2 separate regions of the Mus musculus genome follow, and region 2 is linked to region 1. A link is a contact called in public HiChIP or PLAC-seq data. All regions are on one chromosome and are shown on one strand. Each heading gives the region's core, a stretch centred on a gene start, on an enhancer-like site or on the middle of the called end of the contact. The rest is flanking DNA. Distances are from core to core; before and after follow the strand shown. Region 1 overlaps Etl4 (enhancer trap locus 4). Region 2 has its middle 6.4 kb from the start of Gm52501.

The links. HiChIP or PLAC-seq counts read pairs in DNA pulled down with a chosen protein or histone mark.
Region 2: a contact with region 1 is called in a FOXA1 HiChIP or PLAC-seq map of pancreatic cancer cells. The contact joins two enhancer-like sites. A contact is called at or near these places in 1 of 115 datasets of contacts at active chromatin or transcription factors (pancreatic cancer cells) and 1 of 9 other capture datasets (embryonic stem cells).

Annotation. Positions count from the first base shown.
Region 1 is chr2:20,443,082-20,447,992 of GRCm38.p6, forward strand. All of the region lies in intron 2 of Etl4 (enhancer trap locus 4), which reads left to right. Among named protein-coding and RNA genes, the nearest start is that of Gm17171, 110 kb to the left of the region's middle. Within about 2 kb of position 2,635, at least 35 of the 459 cell types and tissues checked have an H3K27ac peak or open chromatin away from gene starts, as enhancers often do. A contact at or near this core is called in pancreatic cancer cells, where this site is marked.
Region 2 is chr2:21,232,628-21,237,538 of GRCm38.p6, forward strand. No RefSeq gene overlaps it. Among named protein-coding and RNA genes, the nearest start is that of Gm52501, 6.4 kb to the left of the region's middle. Within about 2 kb of position 2,449, at least 81 of the 459 cell types and tissues checked have an H3K27ac peak or open chromatin away from gene starts, as enhancers often do. A contact at or near this core is called in pancreatic cancer cells, where this site is marked.

The DNA of each region.
Region 1 (4,911 bases), core at 1,385-3,884:
TGGTGTCTCACAACTATCTGTAACTCCAATCCCAGGGGATGCAGTGCCCTGGGCATCTCTCTGGCCTCCATGGGCACCAGACATGTACATTGTACATAGACACAAATTCAGACAAAGCGCCCATACAAATAAAATGACAGTGTTTTAAATCTCTAAAAAAAAAAGTTTTTGAAAAATAAAACTTGTTTTTAAAGTTTTTAGCATTGTTACCAGATGTATGTTTAGATTTCACAAAATTCCCAATTGAAAAATAAATTCACAGTCTCAAGCTGTTCCAAACATATCCAAAGATTATTAAAGAAAAACAAATTCTTACACCACTTACATTTAGTTGAGTTTATTTGAGCAAAGAAACATTAAAAGAAAAAAAAATCAAAAAACAAAAACCACAGCTTACAAACTGGGCAGCTCTAGCCAGTAAGAGCACGTTTCCAGTGGTTAAACTCTTCAGGCTTTTAGATGACCAGTCCAAACCTCTTGCCTCGTACACAATTTTATTTTATTTTACCAAGTTAAATATATATGGAGTTCTAAGTAAAGTTTAAAAATTGGAAGACTTTTTATGAGAAGAGCTATTACCAATCCAATGACCTGGGGCAGTTTAGATGAGACTAGATCATTAGGAGTTCTTAAGGTGGTATTGAAATATAGATGAGACAGTCTAAAACAGAGCCAGGACAGAGGGCTCACAGGAGAGCCAGACAAGGAATGAAGTGGACGAAGCTGATGCTGTTCTAACACAGACAGCATGGCAGAATCGAGCTTCTAAACTGGAAGGTTTGACAGGAAGCCAGCTTGCCATGTCCGGCTCTCACTTGAACAAGAATTGTTTCAGAGGAATATCAACATTCTCCTTCAGATTTTACAGCAGTCACTTAAAAAAAATATATGAGTGCTGTCCTTGAAACTAAAAAAGCCATAATATATATCAGGAAAAAAAAAAGGAATTTGTTAGCTGTGCCAAAGACACAAACTGCTGTGATGTGTAGCAGAGGAAACCATCAATCTTCATCACTCCGCAACCATTAAAAAGTAGGTCAAAGAGAAGAAATCGCAATAAGCACTACCCTGGTTATCTCTGCAGACACTGGTGAGAAAGAGAGAGCACCCAGCTGAAGGGAGTTTAAAGAAAAATTGCAAGGGGCGGGCCTAAACAACTTGGAGGTCCCGAGGGACAGGCTAGCCTTTCTGGATGCAGCTGCTGGAAGCCACAGATCTGCCAGCTCTCAGACCTGTGTCCCGTTCCTCCAGACTTGTGCCTCACCTACGGGGCTGGGGGAGGACTGGGCTACCTTCTGTTTCTGCTGACTCTACAGCGGGAACTTACTAATCAGCTAGCCTTCCCAGAGTGTCCCAGATTCAGTCTCATTAAGAACCAGGCGGCCATCACGTCTGAGAAGGACCACCTTGTTGACAAGCCTGTTCTCTTCCTGTGCTGACAACACAACCTGTAGGCCGGTGCTGACTCCTGACAAAATGACTCTTTCCAGGATAACATGGTCCCGTATTGCCAAACAGCTAACTCAGAGAACTGCTGGTCTCTTTGGAAGGAGTTCTGGTCAGGCAGGCCTTTCCCCAGCCAAGCTACTCTTAGCCAACTTAATGTTGACATGATGTTATGAAAACTAAATGCATGTTCATTAGCTGTGGAATAGGATTTAAAATCCTTATAATCTAGATAAAAATGTGACAATAAAAAGAGTGCCATAGTAAAAAGGATAAATCGAATTAAATGTGTTGTCAAAGGATTTCTGTTTATAATCATCCACTCCAATTTTGAAGCGGTTTTTTTTTCCAATGCAAGAGGTTCAATTTTCAAAGCTTTATTTTCATTTTTCCAATCATGGATTAATGTTAGAAATATTAATATTGGAAAAACTGAGCAAGAAAGTATTTGCTTAACTTTTTTGTAAAGCAAAAAATACTAAGAAACAGTTAGTATGGGTGAGTCCCACTAAGCGTCAAAGGATGTACCTTTCGTTTTAGTTTTAAAAATATTTTACTGCATTTCTTTATACTGTGTGTGCACATGTGTATATGTGAAGGCAAACAAATATCCCACATGCATGAGGGAGTTGGGGAGAGCTTTGTAGAAGTCAACTCTCTCCTTCTACCCTGTGGGTATTGGGGATCAAGCTCCGGTCACTGGGTTTGGCAGCCAGGACCTTTACTTGCTGAGCCAGAATCTTGCCAGACTAGGATGTGCCTTTTAATATTTAAAAGCCGCATCACCTCCCCCATGCTTCCACGGTTGGCTGCAAAGAGAACAGCAACAGTTATGAACTTAATGTGTAAGTGTAAGCAATCCAAGAACGCCTTTTTATAGTAGAAAAGAAAAAAGGCTGGTGGAGGACCGTCAACCAGAGCTGGATGTGAAACCGGCGTCCTTGGTGAACAGATAGGAAGGACGTGGTGAATTTTAAAAACAATGCCTTTTTATAAATGGCAGTTGGAATGGCAGGATTTGGAACACAATAGCTAATCCAGTATCTTGTGGACAGTTTCCTACAGCGCTTCTATTTTTAGGTGCTTCGTGCTTCCTTCCTCCGTAAGTTCTAGCCAGCCCTTTAGGGTGCCAGGACCTCAGCGTTTCTGCTGTCTCTGTCAGCTCCACCTCTCTCTTTCCTTGCTCAGATTCTTTGCAGTTTATACATCCTGCTTCTTGTCCCAATCCTAGACCGAGCAGCAAACACAAAGGGTTTGTAAGTAGGGGACTTATTTTAGTTAATGATTATCATGTTGTTTGATTTTTCATTAGAGATCAAAGAATACTTTGGAATTTGATGTAGCCTGAGATTGAAGTTTTAGATTGCGCTATTTGAAGTTGCACAGAGAAGGAATACAAGCCTGGTTTCACGTGCGCTGAATCTAAGAGCCTGTGTCTGCACCTCCTGCATCTTAGACTCCAACCCATCTGTAGCAGTTGCATGAACAAAGTTCAGAGTTACACGTGTGAGCAGCTTGGTCAAGCACAATGTGGTGTGTTCATCTGAGTCCTATTCATTGTGACTTGCCCTGCTCACAAACACATCTAGGCACTGAGTGCTAGCTGTAGTGAGATGCTTAAGTTGTGAAATTAAGGGATTACCTGTTTTATAAGAGTTAGTCTGGCGGTCATTATGAAAAAAGAAACATTTGATTTCCATAAAAGCAAATTTGTGTTTCATTATTTATTATAATACAGTGTTTTAACATATTTATCACCAGATAAAATTAGCCTTGCTAGAAAAATGCCTGTGGTTTCTTGTTATCTTTGTATAAGCCATTAAAGTCAACACTTTGGAATGTAGTTGACCTCAGTTCAAATACTGACCCAGTCATTTAAGAGTGCCCCCTATAGGCAGTCACCGACATCTGCCTGGATGAATTCTATTAGTAGATTTGGTGACAACAGTTATCACGGTATTAACACATCTCTCTTCTGCTGAAGATACATGTATTCAATCCTAGCACTTGGAAGGTGGAGACAAGAAAACCATGTTTTCAAGGTCAGTCCGTGCTAATTGCAAGCTAGAGGTCAGCCTATCTCAACAGCCACAGCAGCAAGAAAGTACTTATCAATTAAAGATAGTGGTGCAACAAAATAAAAGTAGACAGAAGTGTTGCTCGCAGTAAGGTGTGTGATTGCTTGTCACACTTGCAAGTGTTCAGTTAGGGAAGATGTACTGTACAGGGGGCTAAGCAAATAACCCCTGGACATACTTCTTTTTATTTATTTGTATTTATTGCTTATAAACAATAGAAGTTTATTTCTCTTGTTCTAGGATTCTGGAGGCTTTGAAATCCAAGACCAGGGTGCCATCCTGGTGGGATTCTACTGGGAGCCTTCTTTCAAGGACATGCTTGTCCCATGGTCATATAGCAGAAAAAGGCAATAAAGTGGCACCTCTGTTAAAAAGATTGTATCTTGCTAAACACCTCTCCAAGCATTTGGTCGTTAGTCAAAAACTCAGAAGTTGCCCTTTTTCACTCTGTAAAGAAAATCTGACTTATAAAAGTCTTCACTAAAATGAGGCAGGTTTGGTGGCTCATGCCTTTAATTTCAGCTCCTGTGAGGCAGAGACAGACAGATCTCTGAGTTCAAGGACAGCCTGGTCTATAAGACCAAATTCCAGAACAGCCAAGGCTACACAGAAAAACTATGCCTTGAAAAATAAAAACCAAACAAACAAAATGATAACCTGACTCCATTTCCCACCGACGGAATTGAGTCCTTACTTAATGCAGTCTGACCTTTATGAAACCCCTGATTGACATGTTCATCAGGGAATACTCAACAGGTTCCATCTTTACCTGCTGAACCCTGGTGGGAGGTGACAGTTCAGTGTCACTCACTCTCTACCTCCGAAGGAAAAACATTTCAAAACAAATGTGCAGCTGAGCTCTCAGGAGGCAGAGACAGGAGGATCTCTGTGAGTTCCATGTCAAGCATTGTTGTATAGTGAAGCCCTGTTTCAAAAACAAATGTGCCCAAAAGAAAGGTACTTGGAGTCATTTGATGAGCCTTACCTTCTAGATGATGGTAGGTCTTCTCAAGATGACATGCAATTGACTGAAAATTTCAGTGTATCTAAAAACTACTTAAAAATTGAATATGCTATTGTTGTTGTTTAGTGGTAGCAATTTTATAAATGTTTACTGCAGTTTTCTTCTTAACCTAACTGGCTCCCAAATAATTGAGACTGGGTTATTATATTTATTTAACAAGCTTTAAGGGTAACTGGGCGGCATTACTCTATTTCAGTCCTCTAAACTAATCTGGCTACCACCCAGTCAAAACCCCAGAGATACTTGCATTTTAGCACTGATCTGACTCTCTGGGATCCAGGTGTTTCCCCATGGTATCTTCTAGACTCTCTCCCCATGGTGAACCTTCCCATTCCTCTTTCTGTCCACCTCCGCTGGCTAGGA
Region 2 (4,911 bases), core at 1,199-3,698, 790 kb after region 1:
ACTCAGACCCAAAAGGACATGCATGGTATGTAGTCACTAATAAGTGGATATTAGCCAAAACAACAACAACACCCATACAGAATACACAAGATACAGCCCACAGAATTCAAAAGGCTCAACAAGCTGAAGTGCGCAAGTGAGAATGCCTCAGTCCCACTTGGGAGAGAAAAGAAAGCAATCATAAGTGGGGAGAGAGGGAGGAACTTGGGAGGGAAAGCGGATGGGGAAGGGGGAACCTGATCTGGTACTGGGTGAGGGGAGAGGTCTGAAGCTCTGAGGGCCTGCAGAAAGAATCTAAAGAGCCAACCTCAGGAAATAGGAGGTTGGGGGGGAACCCCACAGTGCACCAGAGACCTGGGAGGTGAGAGACTCACAGTGCCCAACAGTAGGGAGAGGGAACTTATAGACCTCCAGCAGGAAGACAGGACATCAAGTGAGGGATGAAGTTTCCACCCCACAGTCACACCTCTGACCCATAATTGTTTCTGTCTGAAAGAATTACAGGGATGGAAATGGAGAGAAGCCTGAGGTAAAGAAGGTCCAGTGACAGGCCAAAGTGGGATCCAGCTCAAGGGGAGGTCCCAAGGCCTGAAACTATTATTGAGGCTATGCAGGGCTCACGAAAAGGATCTATCAAGACTGCCCTCCTAAAGACTCAACAAGCGGCTGAAAGAGTCAGATGCAGATATTTGCACCCATCCAAAGGACAGAAGCAGATGATCCCTGTTGTTGAATTAGGGAAGGCTGAAAGAATTTGAGGAGAAGGGCGATCCTATATGAGGACCAGGAGTCTTAAATAATCTGGACCTCCAAGATCTTTCAAACATTGGACCACCAAACAGACAGCATACACCAGCTGATATAAGACCCCTAACATATACACAGTAGAGGACTTCCAGGTCTATGTTCATTCAGAGATGATACACCTAACCCTCCAGAGGCTGGAGATACCAGGGAGTTTAGAGGTCAGATGGAGTGGAGGGTGGGGGCATCCATGTAGAGACGGGGTGTGGTAGGGAGGAGGTGTGGGATGTGGAGCAGTTGGAGGGTAGGAGGGGAAGGGTGAGGATTGGAATATGGAGTGTAAAAACTGAATTACAAATAAAATTAAATTTAAAAATATAAAAGTAATAAAAAATTTTAAAAAAAGATTTATTTTAGACCACTGGAAATCCTACAGTATAAGCTTTCCATATGTGTAGTAGCATTCTACATGTATATATATGTATGTATATTGGAATATATATTCTTTAGAATATATATTCCTTAGAACATATATGTGTATGTATATATATATATATATATATTCATTGCATATATATAAAGTTGGGGTATAGCTCAGTGGTAAAGTGCTTACCTAGCACTAGTTTTAATTTGTGGTACCTGAAAATAAACAAGTAGACACACACATATCTCGCTAGAGCAGAGCCTGTCTCCTTTCTTCTCTTAAGTCGGTCGGTTCAGATGTCTCTCTTCCACTGTCTTTGTCTCAGTAATGTCAGGTCCCAAGAATGGAGACAGGGGTCGGTGGGGAGAAAGGAAGCTTTACTTGTTGCCACCCCAGGCTGAAGCACTTTGCAACCAGGACCAACTGTTCATCTATTTCTTTTCTGGTTCAAGAAAGTCTTCTGTCTCTGACTGCCTTTCCAGCCTGTCCATGTCACGTAATTTAAAATAGGCTACCTTTCACCTAAGCCCAGTTGATTTCTGACACAGAAGTCAGCCCACAGGAAAGAGGGACCTAGTGTAACATCTGAAACCCACACAAAGCAACTGCTCTGAGAAACTGTGGCCACTCCCCTCCACAGGCCCATGCTTCAGAGTTTAGTTTTCCTCTGCATACGTTAGCTTTTTATTTAGGAGGACAGCTGATTGGTGTTACTTTTGTTCCTGATTTGGTTTTAAAGTATAATTTTGTACTAGTTATCAGAGACCTGTATATATAGCACAAAGAGAATTCTTATAGTAGAAATAGCCAAAGTTCTGGTAGTACCTGTTGATATCTCTCTCTCTCTCTCTCTCTCTCTCTCTCTCTCTCTCTCTCTCACACACACACACACACACTCACACACTCACACACACACAGACACACACATACACTTTGTTGCTATATTTGCAGTGCCTAGACCTGGCAAGGTAATTGCTAAGAAACACATGTTGCATGACATATTTTACTGGGAATGGGAGGGTATACCTGCTAATGTTAACCTAAGAAAAGCCTGAAAAAAATCCCAGATGAATTGGACCTGTTACACCATTTTGCCCAAGGCAGCTTTCTGTGAATTCGGTCTGGCAGGGAGTGATAAAACCCTTGTTATCGATACCTGGTATTCCCATGCAAGTGGGTGTAGTATAGGCAACCCTTTGATCTGCCGTGGCTCCTCTCCCTGTGGAGGTGGGGCTCCTGAGAAGCCCTTTGAGCAGACCTGCCTGTACAAGGAAGCCAAGGTAACAGGATGCTGTGAGGTTTAATCCAACCTGATCAGACCAGAAAGAACTCAAGGGTGACTCAGAGTCTAAAAATGTGTTGTGCAAACAGACTGGGTGCCAAGCTCCTGGGTAATTTGGCTGGGTTGGAACAGGCTCCTGGATGAGGAAAGCAAGTCTCCATTCTCATCATACAGGCTTCAACACAGAGCCAAAGAGCACCTCAGCTGCTCGACCTCCTCAACCAGCGCATAGGAAGAAGATTCGTCTCCTTTCAGCAAGGAAAGTCCAGAGAGAAAACCTAATTCATGGAAGCCTCATACGTAGCCCAGACTTGAAACAGACCTTACCTGCTTCCTCAGTCTCCAGGACAAGTGTACATACACTACATCAATGCAGGGAGATTTGCCAGAAGGAATTTTCCCAGTATCTGTCACCTTACTTCCTGAAACTTCAAACATGGTTGGAATCAGAACTGGTAGACTGTTCGCTCTGGGCACAGGGCAAGTAGAGCCCACCACAGCCATACACCCAGAAAGATAAGAGACGCTCTGTCTGTCTCTCTGTCTCTGTCTCTGTCTCTGTCTCTCTCTTACTATGAAGCACAGGCTAGCTTTGAACTCAAAACCCTCCTGCCTCAGCCTCCTGAGTGCTGGGATTACAAGTTCTACCCACCTCCTCCATGTATCTTTAGATGAAGTAAGACCTCTAAGTCCCCGGAGGAGCTAGCTGTCCAGATGTTAAAACTCTGGGCAGGACAGTTTCAGTGCTCCATGGCAACGGGTCTCCATGAGAAGATTCTCAGGTACCAGACTCAGGTGGCAAGGTGTTATAGTCTCTGAGATGTGCTGCAGATACAAGGCAGGCTCCAAGACACATCTAGGCAAGAGAACAGGAACTTGTCACAGGCTCAGCACTTACAGCAGCTTTAAGACTGCTTAACCCATGTTCCAACCCTGTCACCCTCCCATTTAACCAAGACACACCTACAGTCAGTCAGTCAGATAGACAGACACACACACAGTAAAATCAGTAATACTCAGTAAGTTTATCATCGGTATCCTAACCAGCTGCTTCTCCTTTCTAGCCCACACCTTTCTCTTTTCTGTCTGATATATCAACATAGTCCTCACAGCCTAACCCCTGACCCCAGCCAAAGCGGAACTGTTGAAATGCACGTAGTCACTGGGTTACATGCTCTACCTGTTCACTGCTATGCGCTTAGTATTGAGATCAAATAATTTCTGGTACACAGTGGATATGTCAAAATATTTGCTGGGATGACAACTGCAAAAATGTGTACTTACCAGGAACCACAGCAGCTGGCCATCTCTCTGAGGGAAACCAACTATAACCATTACAAGCAAGGAGGAAGGCATATACAATGCCACATCCCTGCTAGCTAAAACTGTAGCTTACTGAGTCATTTCGTACAGTTAAGAATAGGATTTTGGCATTTTCATCAGTTTGGTGGTGTGCTTCCTGTGTATATAGAGACCTCCCTGGTTCCCCAAAGGACACCACTCTGAGAGCCACCGTCCCTGCTAACAAACTGTGACCTGCCCACAGAATCAGTCTTCCTTAATCGAATAGATTTTGCTTTTCCCGGATATTTGCACCAAAGTTCTCTTAATGAAAGACAGAAAAGGTAAGTGCATTTGCTTTGAAAAGTTGTATACAGACTTGCGTATGTGTGTGTGCATACACATGTCAAGGGAGGAAAGATAGAGGCAGAAGATGACAGAGAAGATTCAGGAAGAGTGGAGGTCCCAAACAGCGGCTCCTCATCTGGGAAGTCCCTACTTGGCCTCTAGCATTTCCCTTTTGCGTTTGCTTGTGTCCCTCCAGAGTGACTATCTGCCTTCCTCAGGAAGGAGCTGTCTGCAGGGCCAGCCAAGTTCTCAGCCAATTGCCCATCTGGAGCTAGATTTCTGGCAGCCAGTGACACTGCCACTGCAAGTCTGGCCTTATCCATTAATAATCACTGAACTTGTGTGAGGAGAGCCATGTTTAGACAGCACACACCTCGGTAAGCCAGGCTTGCGGCTAGACAGGGAATATAGGCAGTGAGTCATTTGTGGGGAGAGAGCCTGGTCAGGTCAACCGGCTGCTGGGAAGTGACAGGGAGGCATAGCTGTCCATCCCCGATTGCTCTTTCCACTTCATCCATCCTGTCTGTCCTTCAGTACCCGTGTTCATTTCACTCTCCCGGATCTCCACAGCATCGTGTGTTCTAGGTACATGGGATGCCCTCCCTCTCTCCTGAGGCCACTCGCTTTTCCCTCTGGGCTTTTACACATTATCTCCTGTGCTTACTATGCTCTCCCCTCTGTCCCACTTTCATGCTTCTAAGCCCAACCAAGCTTTTCCTCCTCTGTGAAACGTTCCCTGCGTTCCCTTTCTACAGGGAAGTCCTTTGTATAAACTGGACTCAAAAGGTAGATTTTACATCACCGTGGCTCTCAAGAGTCTCCGGTAGATTTG